2 separate regions of the Mus musculus genome follow, and region 2 is linked to region 1. A link is a contact called in public Micro-C data. All regions are on one chromosome and are shown on one strand. The core of a region is the stretch at or near the end of the contact, and the rest is flanking DNA. Distances in the headings are between cores, read along the strand shown. Region 1 has its middle 32 kb from the start of Gm41297. Region 2 overlaps Grhl2 (grainyhead like transcription factor 2).

Region 1 (7,074 bases), core at 1,380-3,879:
ATTTTCAAGGATAGCCCCGAGTCAAGTAGAAATACACGGCACTAAATGAAGTTACCAAGGTGCCCTGGGATGACTGGCCATTTCTCCAGAGGTGATCTGGCTGTCAGGAGAAGTCAGGCTAACGTCAGGACCAGAGAAGATGCAGTGTGTTAAGGCTCCCTGCTCCACCCCAGGTGCAGAGTCACACCCATAGTCCTCTTTACCATGACCCTTAGTCATCTCAGTTGCTAAAACAAAATATCATAGAGCTGGGCAGTGGTGGCGCATGCCTTTAATCCCAGCACTTGGGAGGCAGAGGCAGGCGGATTTCTGAGTTCGAGGCCAGCCTGGTCTATAAAGTGAGTTCCAGGACAGCCAGGGCTACACAGAAAAACCCTGTCTCGAAAAAACAAAAAAAAAAAAAAACAAAAAACAAAACAACAAAATATCATAGATGGTGTGGCTTAAAGAACAAACAGTTCTCAAGTAGTGAACTGACAGATTCAGATGTGGTCAGTTTTCCTGGCTTGTAGATAGATGCCTTGCCTCCCTGGGTCCTCACCCAGGGTTGGGAGACTTTCAATTTCAGTTTTTCCCTTATAAGGACATTAATCTTATCATGGGGCCCCACCCTCATGACTTCATTCATTTCTAATGACAAATGTTCCATCTCTGAGTATCATGGCACTACTGCATGGGCACATTGGCAGTTGATGCCCCCGTTACGTAGCGAGAAGCATGCCTGGAGAGGGGGCATGCTTGCCCAAGCCATGCCACTGAAAACTGACCAAGCAGGAATTGGGTCTGAACTCCAATAGGCCAATGCTCATGATCTCTTAACCACTGCTGGAAGGATTACAAACATTGGGCTCACGGCAGGCACAGAAAATGTTTTTCTATCCCCAAACAGAGGAACAGGGAACTGAGAGCCAAAAGTAACCTTGAAGGTCACCCAAGTCTAGATCAAAGAAAGCTGAGGTCTGGAGCTGCCCCCAGCCAAAGCAGAGCTGGGAAGAAAAGCTCTAGGCCCTGACTCTTGCCTGGGGTACTTGCCCCACCCCAGGCCAGGCTAGCTCTCGCCATGATGAGTCTCCACACTCTGTTTTAATGATTCATCCTCTTGCTGCCAGCAGTGTGTGTCACTGCCCACAACCAGCTCACACCCCCGGCTCGTCCCACTCGGAGACACCAAAATGACAAAACCAGCTGATTTTATAGCCCTGTTTTTATCATTTTAATATTAGGAAGGAGTCTGCTTAGCTGTTAGAATGGGTAAATTGGGATCGAGCTGACACTCGCACCATCCTTGATCACTCTGGGACCAGTTCCGGAAAGACTCTAAGCTAGGAAGATTCCGTGTCAGGGGAAGGGAAAGACCTGCTTGGTGCCTGCTGCCCTTAAGTATGGAGTCAGATGGCTCTGTGAATTCAAAACAAAACTAATCCTTGATACCATTTTTCTTCCCCGAACCTCAGATTTCTTATTGGTAAATTAGGAATGAGCTGTGGTGAAGACTAAGCAGTTCAATAAACAGAAGTGAAGCTTGCAGACAGGCACTGCGACCTATGTTCTCCAGGCTCTGATGACTCCAGGAGATGACTGGCCAGCACCAAAACTAAACCATGTAAGGAGCAAGGGCCTTGACCTTGGTGATGGAAGTACTTTGACACAAAGATGATGTTGGGTTTGACCAACCATGTCAGGCACTGAGGCTAATAGGCATGCCCAGGGAGACTGACACAGAGGTGGAGACCCATCTTGTACTGGCCCTGCCTGGCCACCGAGGGTCTCCCTGACCCAGCTGCCTTTTAACTTTCACTTCCCATTTAGAAATCAGATGCCTTGGTGGGGCAGGAAAACAGAACCTCTCACCCAGGAGACATGTTGGAGCTGGAGCCTGGCCCCCATCACTTGAACAACAGACAGTGCGGCCAAGGGAATTTACTGCACCTATCCTTAGCTGTAAAATGCAAAGGGTCATGGCCTCTATCTTGAGGGGAAATGTAGAATCTGACTAATATAATATAGCGAATCAACCCTAAGATGTATTGGCTGAGAACACACCACTCACTGTGTCTCAGAGTTGTGTGCCCAGGAATGTTTGTGAGGCTCTTGGGAGAACTGGCTCCATCCCTCACCTGGGCAGTAGAGTGTGTAGTTTTTGTTACCCTGCCGTAAGCTTCAGGAACAGGCTGCAGGCTGCGCTACCAGCCCCTATGCACACACACACACCAGTTAATCTCAAAATGCCTTTGCTAACTCAATGACTGGGTACTGCTAAACATCCCCTGCCACTCTGGCATAATCAGATACAGTGACCATTGACTCACATGGCTGGTTGGCTTTATCTCCTTTAACTCCCTCTCTCCTAGGTCTGCTAGCTTGCCTGTGGGGACCTTGGAAGTCCCACCTGTTCTGCCCAGGTCATTGACAGCTAGCATCTTTATTGATGAATCGAGAACCTATTGAAGAACAGGACCTCAGCATCAGCACCACCCCCTATAGAGCAGCACAGTAGAGCTGACCCTGATGGTGGGGGTGCAGGTGAGATGCTCTGACAGCATGAGCGTGGGAGAGCTGGCCCAGCCCCTTACTGGCTGCAGCACTAGGGAGAATGGGCCTTGAACCTTAGCTGAGCAGCACAGCAGAACTCCCCCTGGTGGCAAAGGTAGGGATACGCTGCCTCCCACCACATGAGAACATGAGAACAGGCAGGTAGACCTTGACCCTGGCCAGTTGTAGCATTGGATGAGCTAGGGCAGTGCTGTAGAGCTCACACTGGTGGCTCGGGTGCAGGAGTGTTGCAGTAAATCTCCCAAATATGCCCTGGTAATGAAAACACAACACAGTTAATATGATTACATGCAGTGCGTCTAGATTGGGCATATCTACCGCTACACTACCATCTTCCACAGCTCATGAGACCCCTTAGAACTTGCGGTTTCTCCAGGCCATGTGCTTCTGCTCTGCTTTTCTTCCTCCTCCTCCTCCTCTGCATTTTCTCCTTCTTCTCTCCCTCACCTTCTGCTCCACCTTCCCTTTTATCTGCCCAATCATCAGCTTTCCTTTATTTTACAAATTAAGGTGGGAAGCAGGTTTACAGGAAATCACCTGAGTGCTGACTCATTCCTCATTCACATGAAACCCTTCACTGGAGAATGGAATTAACATAAAATGTAATTAGCCCCAGGGCTATCCACAACATTGGAGAGCTGGCAGACTGACCAACTCAGCTACCCCCCAGACCAAGGTCTAGCACTTTGAGCTGGCACACCCCAACATCTGTCCCATCTATGATCTGCTGGAATTTGTGAAGGGGCCAGCCCTGCAGATCCAAAGCTGAAGGAACTCCATGGCACAGGACAACAGAATATCTGAGAGGTGTCCCAGTGAGGATCCGGTATTGATGGTATAGCAGAAGATGGTGTAGCCTTGAAACAGAGCCATGACTCATTGCAATGAACATTTGCTCTGAGGTCAGGAACAGTTTAATCAAATTATTCAGGGTATGGGTGGCTCTCTAGAGAGTGGTTTGTTATCAGTTTGGTCTTCCCCACTCCCTTTCCCACTCCTATTACCCCCATCTCTGTCTGTCTGTCTGTCTGTCTGTCTGTCTGTCTGTCTGTCTGTCATGTGCTTGCAGACTTATAAGGAAACAAGAAGGTCCTCACTACATGTGGTCCCTCGATCTTGGACTTTACATCCCCTGGACACATGAGCTAAATAAATGTCTACCGTGTGTGTGGCTTATCCAGCCCGAGGTTTTCTGTTCCAGTAGCAGAAGACAGGACAAAAGGTCCACATGACAGGGGAGACAAAAGGAGGCTGAGGGGTTCACCTAGTGGCCAGGTGTTGTATACTGCCTGGGCCCCTGCTTTCTACCCTGTCTTACTGTTCCTAGGTCTGTGTCCTTTGCTGGCTCCTTCTCTTCCTGGTTATGTCATCATTTATGTGTGGGAGGGATCGGGGAGGATGCTTGGTCTGAGTCACAGACCTTACCATGCCCCCCACCTGCCCCACTTCCAAAGCACCTTGAATGTAACACAAGTCTCTCAACTAATTCATGCCTTCCAACTCCTTCCACCTTGGACTTCACCATCTCTGTAACTGCTTCTGGTGGACAGGATGAATCTCACCGAACACCAGCATACTCTGCCTCTGTTCCCTTTATCTAGACCAGTGATTCTCAACCTTACTAATGCTGTGACCCTTTAATACACTTCCTCATGCTGTGGTGATCCTGTCATAAAAGTATTTTGTTGCTATTGCATACCTAATTTTCCTACTGCAATGAATCAGAATGTAAGTAATCTGGGTTTTCTGATGGTCTTGGGAAACCCTTGTGAAAGAGTCATTTCATGACCCACAGCTTGAGAGCTGCTGATCAGAGAGCCGCTCTGGTTTTCTGCTAAATGTTTAGCCTTAAAACCTAGCTCTAAGCTGCAAACTTCCTGCTGTCCCCTTGTAGGTGGAGTTCATGCCTGAGGGGCCCCACGGGGCTGATGAGGTTTCCCTTACAACCTTCCCAACAGACGAGGCCTCCCTTCTCATGTTTCCAGCTCTAGGCTTCACAGCTGCCCAGAGTCCCACCTGATCTTTGCAGGATGCTGTGCCCCCAAACCCCACCCTCCCCACCCCCCTCACCCCTTCACTAATCCCACCCCACCTCAGGTTCCCCTGGACCAGCCCAGGGAGTTATCCAGAGAAGCAGAGGTCTTGTGGCCTCTGGCAGATAGAGTAATTCTGCAAGGTAGGATCTTGGGTGGTTCTGCAGAATCTCAGCAAAGGGAGAAGTGGGACCAAAGATTTCCAACTGCAATGTCAGCTACACATATTTTCTCCTTTCTCTGGTAAGACAAACTGAAGAGTCCTTTTTATTCCATTTTGTGTCCACTCAGAAACTAGGCCATAAACCATTTGTTATCTATCCTAAGTGTAAGGACTTTGCTTCTGCAGCTGATCACCTATCTGGGTTGCTCTGAGGTAAGAAGCTGTAGTCTCCAGTTTAGCAACTCATAATAACACAGCAGCCTTGTTCTCTAAGTCTCAGGAAGAGAAGGGGAGTGAGGCCTGTCTCTGCCCTTTGTTCTCAGCACTTGTATGACTTTCAGAGTGTGTGTTCACATGGTAAAAAGTTTACTATGAGTTTACACATAAATTCAGGTCATAAATAAGAGGTTTATAACAAAGAATGTCTATATATATATATCTACTAGGACAATTATCTGGCTAAATATTCATTTGTTACTAACCTTCAGGTTCATGGAAAGTTAAAGACCATTAATAAGTTGTCCTTAACATTTTGTATAGATAAACCCAGTCAATATCTTATCTGCTATTTTTGCTCCTGTGGGTCCTGTGTGTATATCTTCTTTATGACCTCAGGTGTCTTTGCGTTGCCACTCAGAGTGATGATGACTCTAACATGCTGATTGTTTATGCAGAAAAACGCTCTTTGTGTTTATGTACTATCTGAGGCTGGGCTCTTCCTTTAGTGAATCTCAGAGCCTTAAGAAACCAACTCTGCATCTTGTTCTGAAGGCAAACAGGAGAAGACTGACTCCTCAGGCAGTTGGGAGGAGGGTCTTATTGTTCATCCCCACAGTGATACACTTCCTCCAACACAACCATACCTACTCCAACAAGGTCACACCTCCTAATAGTACCACTCCCTGGGCCAAGCATATTCAAATTACCACAGTGGATAAAAGCACTGTTGCCTGAGTTTAACCCCTGGGTACCAAACAGTTGTCTTCTGACTACACACACACACACACTACACACACACACACACACACACACACACACACACACACACACACACACACAAAATGTAATTTAAAACATTTAAAGACAGATCATGGTGCAGTCTCTTTTCTCAGTGACCATATCCTGGTAATGGAGACCAGTGAAGAAGGGGGTATGATTTGGAATATGTCGCTACCGTCTCCAACCAGCAGAAAAGAAGCAACGAAACTGATGTCCTTCTCAAGGCAGTTTATTCAGGAACTTCATAAATGTGTAGGAAAAAGCAAATGCCACGACCTCTCTCCGTCATCCCCCTTTATCCCCTCCAGTCCACTCACCCTCACCCCAATCCACGTAGGCACAGTTCATTGGCTCAGGACTGCATTTGTCACATCATCCGATCTTACATTGTGGTGCACCTGCGCAATGCAGCTCAAGGTACGTGGCTATCTTGAGGGATATGAGGAAGTCAGGTGCCGGCCATAAGACTTGGCAGCAGCCGGGCGTGGTGGCGCACGCCTTTAATCACAGCACTCGGGAGGCAGAGGCAGGCGGATCTTTGAGTTCGAGGCCAGCCTGGTCTACAAAGTGAGCTCCAGGACAGCCAGGGCTATACAGAGAAACAAAAAGACTTGGCAGCAGTCCCGGGCGCCATTTTGGGGCCGCGGCCACACCCGCTCCTCTGGGTGCTGTTTTTAGAAGGAAATGGGTGGAGATAGCTCACCAGTCAGAAGCACAGCCTGTTCTTCCAGAGGACCCAGTTTCAATTCCCAGCACCCACATAGCAACTCACAACCATCTGTAACCCCAGTTCCAGGGGATCTGATGTCCTCTGGCCTCCATGGGTGCCAAGCACAAATGTGGTGCACTTGCATACATGTAGGTACAACACTCATACACATAAAATAAAAAATAAACAATATTTTAAGAGACTTTTAAAAAAAAGTCTTTAAAGGAGTTTGAATTAAAATATTTTAGTATCACAAAGCAATTTTATAGTTTCCTTATCTTTGAAATCAGAATGACAAAGCACAAGCTCTCTAATCTGACCACAGCAAAGACTCCAAAAATCCAGGCACTTAGCTAAAGTTTACCTCACTCTTGCAACATCCCCCTCCAGATCCACATTCATCTCCAGGGTTGCTTCAGCTTTCAGGGGTTTGTTCTCCAGGTACTTCCGTATTAATGTCTCTAAACCCCACAACATAAGGACACCCAGGCACAAGAAGTGGGTCACTCACACACATTGCATTGGCCAGAACGCAATGTCCAAGGGATGAGCAGAGACTGAGGCAGCAGGGAGCTCCCTGCCAGGACAGGAGAGCCCAACTTTCTGGTGATAGCTGT
Region 2 (6,545 bases), core at 1,855-4,354, 530 kb before region 1:
ACACACTGTTTCTAAATGGTCCCTGGTGACTCTCAATATTAACCTAGTTACTAGCTAATAATCTCTGCCATCGGTCCAGGGAGCTGTCAAGGGTGTCATGAGGGAAAGAGCCTCTGTTCCACTGCATGAGACATGAAAGCAAGTATCCTTTTATTCTTTTACTGACTTGGTATTTTGTGGTGACCAATGATAATTGGCCTTCTGCCTACATCCATGAGGACCACAGCCATAGTCTAAGGGGTTATGACTTTGTTGTGACTTTAATTATGAGAAAAGAATTTCTTTACGAGAATAAATTTGCTAGATACTGCCGATTCCTTTCAAGAAATTTCTAAACATTTTAAGATCTACTCTCCAGTTTCTCCTATTCTTCTCTGTGTCTAGGAAGCTGATCCTGCAAATTCTATTGGGGTCCTGTACTCCCCAGCCTTGAGTCCGATCAAGAAGCCCAGGCAGGGAGCTTGGGAGCAAGAAAGCCTGGGCACTTCTCTGCCCCATGGGCACTAAGCTTGTGGCTGGCAGCAGTTCCACCTCCCAGTGGAAAACTGCTTCTTCTGTGGTCCCAGTTCCTGCTGGGTGGTTCCCCTTTGATTCCCCAGCCCCACAGGTGCTACTTGGATGGTCTCCCAGTACTCCATCCTTCCTAACAATGGCAAGGAGCTAGCTAACTAGGTAGGTAGCATAGCATCTGCCTTTCTGTCTGGACCCTTGGGTTGTCCAGGGCTCCTTGATCTCTAAAGAGCAGATACTGCATTTAGAAATATATACAAAATGAATTCCGCAGGCTCATTTCTTCTTGACTGGTAGGTAAGTTCCTCAGAAAGATTATTTTCTTGATCACTGACTTCTGCTTGCATTAAGTTTATGTGGGAATGAAAGGATTTAAGGCGGAACCACAGACGAGGGGTCACTAGACCTTTGTGAGGGGCCTTGAGCCTCATGGGCCTGAGTTTTATCACGCAGAAGGGGGCAAGAGTTTACCTGACCTGCCCACTGCCTGTATGGCTCAAGCATAGGGCACGCAAATATTTTAGAAATAATATATTTATTACTATAAATATATTATTTATATCTGCCACAGTGCTACGAAGGCATTAAAGTTATTATTATAGAAGTTGATTCTGGGGGAAAGGAAAATGCTTTCGTCTCTCCTCAGTCTGACTGATCTTCAGCTTCACCTGTGCTGAACGTCACAGGTCACATGTACAATTCAGTGCCTGGCATAGCACAGTGCGACCCAGCCCCTGTAGTGGTCAACCCAGCCAGTTGCCAACGCCTAGAGGGAGAGGCAACTCACCAATGTCAAGGACCCTCTGCTTGGCAGTGTGCTGCCGGGAGTGCCAGTACTTCCAGTATTTCAGCTGCTCATCTCGGTTTTTGTCTTCACTAAAGACCACCATCACCACACTCTGCAGGAGAGAAAAGCTGCCGTTATCCTCGGCCAACTGACAAGGTTCCCACTTCCGGCAACTCTAACACAACGTGTAGCTTTTATTGTTGAAGAGCCAGGCATGGTGGCTCCTGCCTTTAATCCCAGCACTCTGTAGCCAGAGACAGAAGGATCTGAGTTTGAGGCCAGCTGAGTCTTCAGGGCAGCCAGGGCTTCACAGGGAAACCATAACCTCCTACCCCTAAATCCAGAGACTGCAGCAAGGAAAGGCCTCAGTGGGTTAAGTTGTTTGACACAATCCTGGAGACCTGAGTTAGCTTTTTGTGAGGCATAGGGTGGATGGAAGAGAAGCAACTTCTGAAGTTATCTTCCTTGTAGGTATTTGTGCATGTGTGCAGACACCCACACATACACACACACTGGGAACAGCCTGGATAAAAACGAAACCCTTCGTCATTCCTACCACAGCATCCTGACAACCAGATGAAGCAGCCTTTGGCACAGTTGGTATACTTTGCAGAGTTAGCTCGAAACTGAAAAGCATTTGGCTTACATTGGCAAAAACACATCTGAAACCTGTCTTAAGTCGAATTGGTGCCATTTGTAAAGAAGCAGACATTCATCTCTCGCCTAGGGAAGTGCCTCAGGCTGGAGTGGAACAGGCAATAAGAGAATTGCACAGGAAACACAGACATGGTAGGAGACAAAACTCATATTGATAAACATATTTCAAACGTCAGAGAACTCATAACCCAAAAGTACAAGGGCAGCGCTGCACTCCAGCAAAACATGGCTGTCCTTTACATGAGCTAGAGCAACCAATTCTGTTTCACAGAAATAAGAATCTAAATGTTGGGCTGGAGAGGTGGCTCAGGGGTTAAGAGCACTGATTGCTCTTCCAGAGGTCCTGAGTTCAAGTCCCAGCAACCACATGGTGGCTCACACCCATCTGTAATGAGATCTGATGCCCTCTTCTGGTGTGTCTGAAGACAGCTACAGAAGACAGCTACAGTGTACTTACATATGATAAATAAATCAAAAAAAAAAAGTACTTTTATAAAATAAATAAATCTTTAAAAAAAATAGAATCTAAACCTCACTGCAGTTCTAAATTTCAAACAGACATCATTTGCATAAATTTACATATGTTGGCTGTCCTTCTGGAAGGCAGGCTGCCACGACCCTGCCGCAGACTCCAGAATTACTCCAGGATTTCAGATATGAGGTGCCTTACCTGGTTCAGATCACATTTCCAGAAAAACGGAACAAAAGAAGATAAAACTTCCATACTGACCAGTTATTTCATGGTTTTGGTTTGTTTTTGGGTTTGTTGTTGTTGTTGTTGTTTTTGCTCTCTGTGTGTGTGTGTGTGTGTGTGTGTGTGTGTGTGTGTGTGTGTGTGTGTGTGTGAGAGAGAGAGAGAGAGAGAGAGAGAGAGAGAGAGAGAGAGAGAGAGAGTTTTCCAGAAAATTGTTTAACAACCCTGGCTGTACTGGAATTCATCTTATTCACAAGGCTAGTCAGTCTCAAGCTTTCAGATACCTGCTGACCTCTGCCTCCCCACTGCTGGGATTAAAGACATGCATCACCACACCCAGTCACCACACCCAGTTTTACATTTCCATATTAAAAGACTTTCATGATCCCACCAAAGTGGAATCATTGGGAAAGTCCCAACAGATGTCACTTACATGGCTGCCACCTTTTCAGAGCAATGGCTGCATGGAGCTCGTATACATATGATTAAACTGTATCCCACCTGTTCCCCCCAGATAACCATGTCTGGATTAAGACCCAAGGAGAAAGCCCTCTGCTTTTCATCCCTCCAGGAGGCTCCACAGAGCACTGTTCCTAGTTGTGCTTGGTTTTCTTGGTGGTGCTGGGGGTAGAACCCAAAGTCTCACATGGATTAGGACTAGAGACCCCCTAGGCAAACACCATGCACCATGCAGCCCATCCTCATGCTAAAAGAGTTAGTCAGGAAGCTGGCAGCCTGGGACCTACCCCAGCAATCCCGCCCATCTTAGTTACCCCACTTATTAGCTTCTGAAAGCCAAGTTTTCTTATGTATAGTACTGTAATAGAACAATGTGCTTCATCATCATCATCAATTATTATTATTATTATTATTATTATTATTATTATTATTATTATTAAAATGGGTTGTGGTTTAGTTTCAGTAAGTTATTAGGCATCCAGTGCCTAGTGCAATCCCTGATACAAAGAAGACATCATTGCTGTGTGACTTGATGCAATGCATTCTTGTTGATACAGTAGGCCCTCCACCATAGTTCTGGCCACAGGGTTGGAACAGGTTGCTGTCCCTCATGGTGAACAGTACCCTGGGTACCTTTTGATCGCCAATGGGCTCACCTTGCTTGGGAACTTACTTGGCCCATATGTGGTAGGGGCACTGTGCTCTGGACATATATGGTTGGGGCACTGGGCTCTGGACATGCCACGGTTCCCTACTTCTCAAGCTGAAACGCTTAGTAGGACACATCTACAGACAGAATCTGACGGGCTGGGGACCACAGGTACAGTGGCAGGGAGCAGTTTATAAGAGAGCAGGAAAATCTATATTGCAACGAAGCAGGAAAGTCTTCCAAGCCTTTTCTAACCCCTGCTGTAAGGTTTGGTTTTTTTTTGTTTTTTGGTTTTTTTTTTAAGTGGAGATGGACTACCTATCAGCTCCCTGTTGGCAGTAGCGAGCATGCCAGTCTGGCATGCATCCAAAGCAGACAGACAGTGACAACTCATGTCATTTCCCACACAAGAGATTAATACTCGTGAATCTGAAATCCCTCCAAGCTGCCGCTGTGGGAATCGTACCTCCTCGCCTTTTGAATCCTGAATAAGCCAGGGGCTGCAGAAGGCTTTGTAAGGGTTATAAATGGTCCAAGACTCGGCAGAAAGTACTCTCTGCTACTCGTTACTCACAAACATACCCTGATCTACTACAGATCAGCTGAAAACCGCACAGCCTACAAGCCATGAAAGAGGTGAGGGGGGATTCCTTGGTGCAGGGAACGCAAGTTCAGACAAGTCGCTCCCCCGAGCTTTATTGGTTACTGATTAAAATGATAAACTACGAGCAATAAATAGGCTCTCTTGAACGAGACTTTCTGAGTTATTTATTTTGGACTTTTTCTCCATGCCATTCCACGGGTATGTTGGGGAGCAACCCCACCCCCTGACCACCCTGGAGTTCTATTTTGAGAAATGTGGCGCATACCCTGACTTTGCTGATGGGGTGTCGGAAGCATTTGTTGTCTCCAGTCTCACTGAGTGTTATGGCATAGAATTGTCCTTTGTTGAGGTAGGTCATGGGGCCCTCCCCCTGCTTCTGACGGAGAGATTTGGTGGCTTCCAGGGTGTACTGAAATGTACCACTGTGAAGAGGAAACACAAAGCGGTCAGTTCACTAACTGGACATTTTTCCCTTCCTGGGCAGCTTCACATCAACAGGGTTTGATGTGACTATTAAGAAATAATGACTATTTAACAGACAAAATATGGAATACAGCAAGACGAATAAGTCCAAACCCAAGGTGTTACAATATACATTTTTAACCATGGCCTGTAAACCAGGTGGTTTTAAGTGGGGAGAAAGTCCAGGATGTGCTGGGCAAACTCACACCAGAGATCGTGGGAATTCAGCCTTAGACAGAAGTTCCCACTTTTGTCCTAAGAAGCAGAGCTTCCCTTCGGCCTCCGCATTCGCCCATTTTCTCTGTAGCCACAATTGCCTGAGAGCTTGATTTGATCATCCACCTCCAACTCCTAACAGCTGACATCATAGCACCAGCCCATTTCCTGTTTGGAAGCCTGCAGGATTCAAGTGAGGCTACTCCAAGTCAGGGGCTTGTGGGTAATGGCTCATAACAAACGGCTCACGGCCTGATTTTACAAATAAAGTTTTATTGAGAAGATCTTTGCTCAAATAGTTCCGCTCATATTTTTAAGATGTAACTTAGAAGTCATTAAAGGTTTAAAAAAAACTCCTCTTATTTGATAAAAATCTGAGGTTTGGAGCTGTAGAGATGGCTCAGTGGCTAGAGCACTGGCTACTCCTGTAGAGGACCCAGGTTTGATTCCCAGAACCAACATGGCAGCTCACAAATCATCTCTAACTTCAGTTCCAGAGGATCTGACACCCTCTTCTGGCCTCCATGGGCACCATGGTACACAGACATACATACAGGCAAAACACCTTAGGCACAGAACAATGAAATAAAAATGTTTAAAGTCTGTCAGTTAAATGCATCTCCTGGTGACCTACCTTCCCGTCTGGTCATATGTATACTCGTCAGCACCAACAGAAGTACTCCGAAATTTCTGAAAATTTTAAATGGTAGAATTAATACAAATAGGCTGGGAATATATGTAAATATTACAAATATAAAAAACAAATGTAAAATAATAACAATAGTAGTAACCATATTGTATTCTAGTTTCATTTTATCATCCCCAGGAAAAGGAAAATGGGTGTTTCCGAGATATGTGCAGGTACCACGCGCTCGCTGTGCCTTCCAACATATAGACCACTCTTTTCAATTCGTGGTTGTCTCTAACACTTTATGTCAAATGGTACAAAATCAAAATTAATGGAAGGCCAATTACAGAGACAAGATGACACAGCAAGAAGTCTAAGGGAGTGGTTGGAAGCATCCTTTCTAGAGTCAGACCATCAAGGCTCACGTGATAGCTAACTTATCTGACACTTATATAAAACTGTGAGGTGTTTTCTCTGTCAAATGTCTACTCACAGTTTGATCACAGTAAACAGGCTAGCAAGATGCTAAAAGCATGATATATTCAGCAGGCATTTTATATGTTTGTAAATAGTAATAATTTGACTATATCAGGATCCTCTAAGCATCTCTGTTAGCAGATGTGTTGAGAGGAGGTTATAAGGATGGTTGGTGTTACACAAATAGCAGCCCAGTTGTGGTGTGTGTGTATGTGTGTGTGTGTACATTTTAGACACGTTCATAATTTGATGCCAAGGGAGGTGTAGGTGAGACAGCTCAGCACATGAAGCATCAGATGAAGCCTGAGGACCGAAGTTTGATACCAAGACTCTACAAAATGGAAGAAGAGAGCTGTCATCTATCAACTGTCCTCTGACCTCCATACATGCCATGGCCCATGC

The links. Hi-C and Micro-C count contacts between places; a contact is called where the count stands out from the background.
Region 2: a Micro-C map of embryonic stem cells shows a contact between it and region 1, with 3 times the contacts expected there. The contact joins two enhancer-like sites.

The regions. Positions count from the first base shown.
Region 1 is chr15:36,756,351-36,763,424 of GRCm38.p6, reverse strand. No RefSeq gene overlaps it. Among named protein-coding and RNA genes, the nearest start is that of Gm41297, 32 kb to the right of the region's middle. Within about 2 kb of position 2,629, at least 43 of the 459 cell types and tissues checked have an H3K27ac peak or open chromatin away from gene starts, as enhancers often do. A contact at or near this core is called in embryonic stem cells, where this site is marked.
Region 2 is chr15:37,286,425-37,292,969 of GRCm38.p6, reverse strand. It overlaps Grhl2 (grainyhead like transcription factor 2), which reads right to left. Exons shown (of 16, transcript NM_026496.4): 5 at 5,673-5,728; 6 at 4,626-4,782; 7 at 1,298-1,409. Among named protein-coding and RNA genes, the nearest start is that of Gm16136, 57 kb to the right of the region's middle. Within about 2 kb of position 3,104, at least 4 of the 459 cell types and tissues checked have an H3K27ac peak or open chromatin away from gene starts, as enhancers often do. A contact at or near this core is called in embryonic stem cells, where this site is marked.